Regions from separate parts of the Mus musculus genome. Here region 1 is linked to region 2. A link is a contact called in public Hi-C data. All regions are on one chromosome and are shown on one strand. The core of a region is the stretch at or near the end of the contact, and the rest is flanking DNA. Distances in the headings are between cores, read along the strand shown.

What was found. Hi-C and Micro-C count contacts between places; a contact is called where the count stands out from the background.
Region 1: a Hi-C map of embryonic stem cells shows a contact between it and region 2, with 4 times the contacts expected there. The contact joins two enhancer-like sites. A contact is called at or near these places in 1 of 484 Hi-C or Micro-C datasets (embryonic stem cells), 3 of 115 datasets of contacts at active chromatin or transcription factors (all in embryonic stem cells) and 1 of 9 other capture datasets (embryonic stem cells).

What each region holds. Positions count from the first base shown.
Region 1 is chr5:19,151,267-19,155,984 of GRCm38.p6, forward strand. No RefSeq gene overlaps it. Among named protein-coding and RNA genes, the nearest start is that of 4921504A21Rik, 73 kb to the right of the region's middle. Within about 2 kb of position 3,320, at least 3 of the 459 cell types and tissues checked have an H3K27ac peak or open chromatin away from gene starts, as enhancers often do. A contact at or near this core is called in embryonic stem cells, where this site is marked.
Region 2 is chr5:18,564,044-18,569,361 of GRCm38.p6, forward strand. No RefSeq gene overlaps it. Among named protein-coding and RNA genes, the nearest start is that of Gm31752, 71 kb to the left of the region's middle. Within about 2 kb of position 1,653, at least 13 of the 459 cell types and tissues checked have an H3K27ac peak or open chromatin away from gene starts, as enhancers often do. A contact at or near this core is called in embryonic stem cells, where this site is marked.

The DNA.
Region 1 (4,718 bases), core at 2,070-4,569, 590 kb after region 2:
GGTGGGGCAGGCACCAGTGAAGTGTTGCGCTTGCCAACTTGCTCCTGGGGCCCAGCGCTGCTCTGCACCGAGCCCCAACCCCGCGCCACCACTGCCACCACCAAAGCCGGGAGTCCCCAGTCCGGTCTGTGGCCACATTCCAGAGTGCTGGCTGCCAGCACTGCCAGGTCGTTGTGGCCAGGGGCATGTGGGGGAGCAGGTCTGCCTGAGGTAAAGCAGCGCTGAGTTGTTTTTCTTAACTATCACTGACAAATTCTGTCCTAACGTCAGTCCAAGTCCACAATCAGAGACAAGGGGTTGACACTGTCTGTCCCATAACAAAAATCAGAAAGAAAGAAAAAAAAAAAAACAGAAACAAAACAAAGACACAAGACACTAGTACATCTAAACACACATGTCCAGGTCTGGACTTAAACAGCCAGCCAAACACGACCTCCAGACCTCCAGTGGGGTGGATTCCACATCCACCCCCTTTCACCCGTGGAACATCTTCCAGGGTTGCAGCCTATGGCCCTTCCACAGCCACTGGGTCCTCACAGGCCACAGCGCGGCTGCCAGAAAACCGGTCTCAAACACTCTCAGCAGCGCCACACTTAGACAACAAACAACATACAAGACTCACACAAACGTACCTCCAAGGGGTCTTCAGAGTTCCAGGGTGTCACGCAGATCTTGGTGGGACCTCCAAATGAAAGAACTTCGTGGGGATACCCCTACCTGAGTCATGAGATAGTGTGTACCCAAAGAATCACGAGAGACAGTCTTGATGCAAACACACAAGGTAGTTTAATGACGGAGCTCCAGGCCAACATGTATCTCACACAGGAGACAGAGGTATCAACCACGAGGCTCAAAAGTTAGGGGTTTATATAGGAAGAGTGGGGGTAGGGGAAGAATTGGTGCGGCTTCACACAATTGGACAGTTTAAATATCAGCAAACTGTATGTGCAGATTGAGGTAACAACAGAGCATCTGGTTAACATTTAACTTAGGTCAGAAGGGTGGGAGATAGGGAGGTGCCAGTCCAGTCCGGGCATTCTTATATGTCTTCCCTATCTTTATGGCTAGTTGTTTCCTGGGATGACTTTACACCCTTTGTTCTTTGCTCTAGGCCCCAAAAGCCCTCCTAACTAGCAAGCCGCATGAGTCACAGACCTTGAATTTTAATTTTCTTTCAGGCAGAGACCATGGTAGCTGGTAGGCATGGCATAAGAGAAGTAGCTGAGAGCTACATCCTGATCCTCTGGCAAATATAGAAACAGCATGGGCATGTCATTGGCATTGGGAACCTCAGAACCCCAAAGGCCATACCTATTTACACAAAGGCACTCCTCCTACTCCTTCTAATTCTTACCTGCCACTTCCTGGTGACTAATGAACATATGGGTTTTTTTGTTTTTATAATCAAACCACAACTCATTTCCTGGCTCCACTAAGCCTGTAACCATATAATGCAAAAATACATTCATTTTAACTTAAAAGGTCCCCATATGTTTACTGCTGTAGCTGGCTATGTGAATCAGGGAGTGTTGGGCCTAAAAGTGATGCAGATTAGTCTCATGCAACAGCCAACTTTATTCAGAGCATCAGACCGTTTATAGTGAGAGTTAAGAAGAGTCACCTGATTAAAGTATGTAATTACAAGGAGAAAGCACTGGTGGCAAAAACTACTTTCTCCATAGAGGCATATAAACTAATAATAGTCAGGTGGTAATGAATAATCTAAAGTAAACTCATTCCTATGCACTATACCTGGGAGGAGCACAAAACACATTCCAAGAACATTTTCATGTTTTGAAGAATCTGAGGTCACAAATCTTTGTCTTGTCTTCTTGGAATTTTCTCACAAGCATTCGGATTTCTCACAGGACTATTCTTGGACTGTGTTCTGCCATCCATTGTCTATCATAGCCTCAATACTGATTAAATGTCCAAAAATTAGTCTCTTCTGAGACTCATTGATTACTTGTAATCTTCTGTAAAATCAATATCCAAAGGCAGATTATCTATTTCCAATATGCACTGGCAGAAAATATACATTTACATTTCCAAGAAGTATCAAAGGGAGGATTGTGAGGAAATACTGGATCAAGAAAACAGTGAAATTCAGCAGTGCAAACTCTAAATTCTACATCTCCATGTCTGATGTCAAACTACTCTTCAGATCTCCAACTCCTTTCAGCTTTGTTGACCACAACATTACTATTCTCTCTCTTGGGCTGTTTTCACAACGAGTTTGTAATTATCTGCTGATATCCTACAACTCTGGAATCTTCTACATCTTAAGGGCTTCATAATCTAGATGCAGAAGTGGCCTCTCTGTGCCGTTCTATGCATGATCTCTTATGCAGGAACATCCTTTTTCACATACTTGGCCCCTCTATGGATAAATGGCTTTCCTTATCCATAAAGAGTGGGTCCAAAACCCCTTTCATGCATCCTTGACTCAAATGCCAGAACCACATGGCCAAAGCTGAAACTTGGGGCCTCCTCCTTCAGTTACATCTCCCTCAGCTTTCTGCTGTTCATGGTTTCCTTTACTACTTAAGCTTTCCTTTGATTTCTTTTCATAAGTTGGAAGCTTAGCTGAATGAGGGTCTTGCCCTGAGGTCACCACTCTTTTATTCCATTTAGCATAAGTCTTTTCTTTAAACTTTTATTTCCCTGTGTACAAAACTTAGTTCCCGGTTCTAGCATCATATTTCCTGGTGCTCCTTTCCTCCTCCAACTGCACATTTTGCATTTCTTTTTGTTGCCTTGATTCTTTCTGTCATTATAGGGAAGCATAGGAGTGATTACTAACAACCACACAATACAGTCAAGACTGAGCTGGCTTGAGATCTCCTCTGTCAATGTCATTAATCCAAAACTCTTCAATTTAGTCTCATGCACATTTTTAATGCAAGGTAAAAAGGCAGACACATTGTTTGCCAAATTATCACATGAATAGTCTCTAGGTCATTCTTCTCCTCTGAGACCTCTTGGTCTGAGTTAGATTTTATGCCACTCTCGTACCACTATGTTTCAAATACTTACTAGAATTTGTAACAGTATTACTCTGCCCCCTGGTACTAATTTCTGTCTTAGTCACTGTTCTATGTCTGTGATGAGACACCATGACAAAGGCAACTTGTTGAGTGAAATATTAAAATAGATCTTCAAGTTTGGGTTCTAAACTGGGTACCAGCAGGCCACATAGCTCCAGCCTGGTGTTCTCAACTAGGCAGAATCTCTGGCCCAGAGCTCTGGAGATGTCTCCACCCAACTAGCTAAATTACCTCTGGCAGGTTGCTACCCAGCCAGCCCCAAGCTGCAACCCCCCCACAGCCTTTGTGCTGCATATCAGGCAAACCCTTGCTTTGCTGCTGTACCTTTGTCTCTGGAACCCAATCAAGCCTTTGTGTGAAGAAAAACATCACATTAACTCAATCTCTGGGCACAACAACTAGAATGCTAATCTTGTAAACCATATGTGGATAGCCTTGAAGCTGTTGTATTTTGATGTTAATTCTGCCTTTAGGAGGGGTTGTCTGGAATGAGTCATGTACCCAGGCGAATCCTTGTGTAACCATCCCCTAATGAATAAAGGAACCAATCACCTGGCAAGTAGGTGGAATTTCCAGGTTGAACAGAGGAAGAGAGGAAGGAAGAGGGGGGATTTTTGGACTGGATATTGACAGGACAAGATGTAGCTACTAGTGTCTTCTGGATTAGATGGCAAATCTGTCAGGATTTGCCACAGGAAGATTTGGATTTAATATGGCTTACAAGATTAGCATTCTAGTTGTTGTAACACCCTCATAGAAGCAGGTGGAGGAGGGATGGGGGATGAGATACAGGGTTTCCAGGAAACCAGGAAAGGGGATAAAATCTGAAATCTAAATAAAGAAAATATCCAAGAAAAAAGAAAATGAGAGAAAAAAAAAGAAAAGAAAATTCATATTATTTACTTGAATAATATTTTAAATATGAATATCATTTATTAAGATGAATTAAGACAAATGTGACAATAAAATAGTTCTCACTCAGAAAAAAAATAGAGAGATGAAATCAAGCAACATTTAGATGACCAAGTAAAAAGGAAAAGTCATATAAATAAAATCATAAATAAAATAGATATTACACCAAAATTGAAATAACACAAGTAAATGATATGAAAAAGGATAAGACAACAAAATGAGTAATTTGGGAAAAAGAACAAATTTTTACAAACTTATAACCTTCTGAGACTAACATTACAAAATAATTTATAAATTACAAACAGCAGCTGAATATGGGAATTGTAATCACAGTACTCTGGCCATGAAAGAAGAAACCCTACAAGTTCGAAACCAACATTACTCTACATATGAAGATAGTGTCATCCCAAGATAGCAACAAAGTCTAACCAACCAATTAACATGTGAGGAAAGCTAATGGGCAATAAGGTCTCCCATCAAATTAAAGCACAGTGTCTTATGTCTCTCTGCTGAATTTTGTCAACCATTTAGAAACTGACAAGAAGCCTTCCTTGACTTTCAGCAAATTACAGATGACATAAATATTTCCAAACTCATTTTACAAGCTAACAATAGTCAGATCCCAAAGTGATTAGACTGGACACTGGAAGAAATTGACAATCATAAGCCAATATTTCTAATGAACTCAGATAAAAGAATCTTCAATAAAATATTCCCAAACATATTTAACCCAGAGACATGGTATTATTGAGAACAAAA
Region 2 (5,318 bases), core at 403-2,902:
AGTGAGAAGAAAGCTGAATTGGGTATATGTTTTTGTCCCATCTTTGTTTGCCATTTTCCCAGTTTGGACAAGCTAAGGTGCCTTGCCTTGCTTCAAGCTTTTTTAACCTATGGGACATAGAACACTAGAGACCGTGTAATCTGATTTAGAAAGATTAGTCACAAGAAAGAGTTATAGTGATTTTTCTCCTTCCCTCATTGTGACCACTCAATCTTGGACTGGTCTAGTAATAATTCCAGTATTAGAGATTCTTAGGAAAGATAGATAAAATCTTAATTACCTAGCAAAGTTAATTTGGAGCACAGACTCCACTCCCAGAAAGTTACAGCCTTTCTGTGATTCTCAATGCCACCTCCCCCACACTGGGAACTCTAAATCTCAGCTTGATCATTGCTAATTTGCAATTGAATGGAGTACCTGGACTTCCCCAAAGAAGCATTCCTATTGTTGCCTCCAACAGCACAGGTGGCAGTTATTAATTTCCATTGAGGAAGCATTCTAAGTACATATTGTGGATTTTGGCCTGATTCAGAAATAAGGTTTGCTATGAGGGCTGGACAGTCTAAGATGGGCACCCAGATCTCAGAATCATATCAATCTAGACAGAGGTACATGCCAAGAGGCTGTGGTTTATTAATAATACACCACAGAGTCATGTAAAAAATTGGAAGAAAAGGTTAATGTCTTAGAAGTAGTAGTCTTAACAATAGGGCAGGACATAGCATATATTAAGGCTAGAAAGGCAGAAATTTCAGATATTAGCAAAAGTCACTTGGACACTTGGAACATTGATGAATTGGCCAGAGATTTAAAAAATAACCTAAGTGCATTGAATCCCCTGGATTGGGTTCAATATATATTCCTATTTGCTATTATTATTGACACTATTTTATTAGTAAATCGTTGTGTTTCCACTCATTTTTAGAGCACTCCTGAGATCTGTAGCTATGGCAGGACTTTCCGGAACTTTGGCAGAAATATAAACAGAAAGGGGAAGAATGCTATGCACACTCCAATGAAGTTTGCTTGGTAGGCTGAGAGGCATCAGAGCACTCATGAGGCAAAGAATTTCCTGGAACTTTGGCATTCTCATTCTCATACCCTATCCCCGAGTTAGTCTGGTGTATGGATCCACGTGCTCTCTTTTAGTATTATCTTATTATAAGTGCCTTTTAAGATTGAATTCTGACATAGCTAAGCCTTCGCCAATGTTCCAAAGTCCCAGAAAGACCTTTAAGCTGACAAACTTGGAATTCAGTAGGAATTCAGTAAGGAAGTTACCTATTCAGTAACTAATTAGCATTACAAAGGACCAAGCAGGAATGGCTCAGGGCTAGTCTGCAGAGAGTTTACTTGAGGTAGTAATCAGTCTAACCCAAACACAATGGCCTAGTGAATAGGTGGGTTTACCATGAGAAAAGTTAGGGAATCCCACTGAGACAGGTTTCTTCACTAGGCCCAAAGAAATCAGGCAGAACTATAGAGCATAAATAAATTTTATGCCTCAGTCCAGCTTTTTTTTTTTAAATATTAATAACAGGGAGGAAATTGTAACCTCTCCCAAGCCTGAAGCAGGCTGAGCTAGACCTTGATCTTGCTACCACTCAGGAGATTACCTAGGGTAGAGCCTTCCTCCCTAGTTCACTCTATTGTTCAGCCACTGTCTCTGTTCCTCTTCAAGATACTGCTACCTTTGGGGAAGCTGCCGAGCTATTCCAGAGACTACATCCTATCCTGCATGTCATCACCTGAAGCTGGTTCCAAGCTCCAAGAATGAATTGGTGGGAACGGGCCTCTCCCCCCACCTCCTTTATAAGTGCATTCTCCATTAAACATTTGAGCCTTGGTTAGGAACCTGGTCTTGGCTCCATTTTTCTCGCCCACCTAATTCTCCTCTCTTTTCAGGCCTGGTTTGCCTCCCAGGTGAAACCCCGTTTCTTGTGAGCTGCTGGTTGGTTTCCAACATTTTGGTATTTTTGTTAACTAACATCACCATGGATTTATTCAGTAGCCTATGTTAGACATATAGAGGCATCTTTGATTTTTTCCCTTCTTCTTACTCTTTCAATCAACCATTGGTCAAATCAGTATAGTCCACCTCCATATATTTTTTAATGCTTTGATCTTCCATCTCTGAGACAACTTTAATTGTAGAAGTAACTTCTATTTGCCTGATGTAACTGTCATCTTAGAGACTTACTACTGAATAAGCTCACCTTTTCTAGCTCTTTCTGAACTTTGGCTGGCTGATTCAAATCAGTTGTTTTGGCTCAAACTCCTCTCAGTGCTGCCTGATTCAAACTGGCTTCTGTCTAAATTGAATTGCTTTGCTTGGCAAAAACTGCCTCTGGTACTTTGTTCTAATATTCTGACTCATAGTTCTCTGGTTTTAACTGCTTTTGAGTACCTGCATTGAACTGCTTGAATTCACAGAAGAACCCAATTCCATTGCCATGTACTTGCTACACTGACTCCCACCTCACTGACTCTCTCCCTGCATTGCTCTTAAATAGCTTCTCTTTCCAGTGCTGTTCTCATGGGAATTGGGCATATAATATCTCTGTCAAATATTTTTTCATTCATCACTTCATCTTTTCCTCAATTAGATGTTATTGTTTGGGATTAAAACAGTGTACTATAGGATTTCAGCCAAAAGGGTTAAAGGTGTGTACTAAAAATATACCTGTATCCCAGTCAAATCACACAGACCAAGAAGGTCTTTGGATGTGATCAGAACAGCCATGTTGCTGGATTAATATTCTTATTCCATTTAGTAGTTGAGAGTCTTTCAAACCTTGGTCAGTATAATGGCATCATTTCTTACCTGGCAATTCACTCTCTATTCTGGATACCTCTGGCACTTTCACTAAACTGAGATGTACTTTTAAATGGAATGACCAAAGATGTTACTGTCTGGCAGAAAAAGAAAATATTTATTGGCTTTTAATCTTACCCAGAAAATATTCAGAGTTTGGTAGTAGTCTTTTCACAACCTGTTTGAATTGCCTCCAAAATTATAAAATTCAAATTTCTAAAGGGAAATCCAACCTCACTGGATTCTTAGCATGTCTATTTTTTCTCTATCAAGAATTTTTGTCTCTACATTACTTTACTGTGCTGTCCACTCATTTCATCCTTGAAACTGGGTTTTAATGTAAATAAATCTCTAAATTACTGGTGGAAAAAAAGAAAAAAATCATCTTAATTTCTCATTCTCTTTTTCTATCCTCATTTTTTTCCTCCTCAAACCTCTGCTTTTTTTTTTTTTTTTTTTGGGTTGTTTACATTTTTATTATTTAACTGTATGTGTCAACATTAAATGTTGCAGTCCAAGTTTCCCCTCATCGATGTGTTTTGATAACATTTCTTTTTTTAAATTAGATACTTATTTACATTTCAAATGTTATCCCTTTTCCCGGTTTCTGCTCCAAAAACTCCCTATCTCCCTGACTCCCCCAAACCTCTGCCTTTTTAAAAGGCAGTCTTTAAAAGTGTGGTCTTCAGTATGACAGGTGGGTTCAGTGTCATCAACCTTGCTTTTCAAAACTGGTTTACTACCTGTGCGTGTAGCATACCACTGTGATACAAAAAATGGAAAGATCAAGAGAAGAAGGTTAAGAGTTCAAGACAAGCCTGAGGCTAGACTCATCTACCCAGCAAGACCTTGTTTCAAATCATCTAGAACAAAAATAAACCAATTTCTCAAAACTAAGAATGGCCAATTATTCTCTTGACCATTTTTTTAAAGCCAATTCCTGAGTTTCTTAGAAATAACACAAAATGGAGCTTTACATGGAATCTCAGAAGCTTTTCCAAACTATTTCCTGTGGTTCCATAGCCTCAGAAGATGACTTAAATGTATCTTTATCATACAACACAATAGAAGATCCTGTATACAATATCCACTTCCTGAAAATTCATTTAATACATAAACAGAAAACTCCCTGATATCTTGCAAGAGAAAATTACCTCTAGGTTTTGTGGTGCATGACCATAATGTCTTCATTCAGGTAGGTGGAGACAGAAAGGTCAGTAGTTCAGGAATTCAACACCAGTGTCAACCACACAAATCATATTGGGCTGCATAAGACCTTTGACCCTCAAAAGTAGCATTTGCAAGCTAAATTACTAGATTAAAAAAATGTTCAATATTCTAACTTAGAAACAAAATATACCACAGAATTTCCAAGCTTGGATTGTTTTCACATGAGTAAACTGGTTGTATGGATTTTTAGAAAGAAAGCCACAGAGTGGTTTTCCATACCATCACATAATATTAGAGCTCTTGTTTCAAAGAAACATACTGTTGGCCCTGTCATGTTATATGTTGACACAGTCTTGCTGTGTATTCCAGAATCTTAGTCTCAGTAATTAAAACTAGTCATGAAAAGGTAACAAATTTGAGTCAGAAATAACAAGCTGAAAAGGACATCATCAGACTGTGAGCAAGGGAGCAAATGCTACACCCATCCCTAATTTTGTAAATAAAGTTTTATTGGAACATACACCTATTCCCTTACTTCCGTCTGCATTTCCCAGTTGTTAAGTAAGTAGAGTTTCTCAGAGACTGTAAAGCTTGCAAACCCTATATTAATTGCTTTCTCTGTTTTAAAACAGAAAATTAAAACATGTCATAATGTAAAAAAGACAAAGAGCACTTAGAGTAGCCTAAGAGAAATTAAAATGGGATAAATAAAAGACAAGACTTTAAAAAGGCTTTTGTTTTTCACAAACTCACTCACCAATTTTCCTCACACAGCATTGTACTACAAGATAAGGAAACCAAAATAACTGTCTACAGCTTCTTCTGTGGAAATATTTACTACACAATAAATGTATAGAAAATCTTTAAGAAAATTGATAAATTATTTACACAAAGCAATCTGTTATTCTTATCTCACATATAAGATGATAGCTTTTATAACCATTTTTACTATTTCTTCTATTTTTTTTCTGTATGGCATAAATATTTCAGAGTAAGATTCTTCTACTCTGAGACAGTTTAATATATTTTACACCATAAAGAAATATGCAAAAATAAAAATTAAAGTAGCCTTTCTAAATAAGAGTATCATTTTTTATCCAATTTAATTCTACCTATATTCATCTTTTACATAACATTTGACAAGAAAATTTTGGCCCATTACAATAAAAATAATAGTTTACTCAGACAGTTGTGATATTTTCTTACCCTGAATTTATACTATATTTATATTTTAGAATGATCAACCTAATGCAAAATAAATTAGTTCTTTTTGTAACACTTGGTGGGTAATATGGTGCTGTACTAAAAAACTTGACTTAGGAAAAAAGTACTT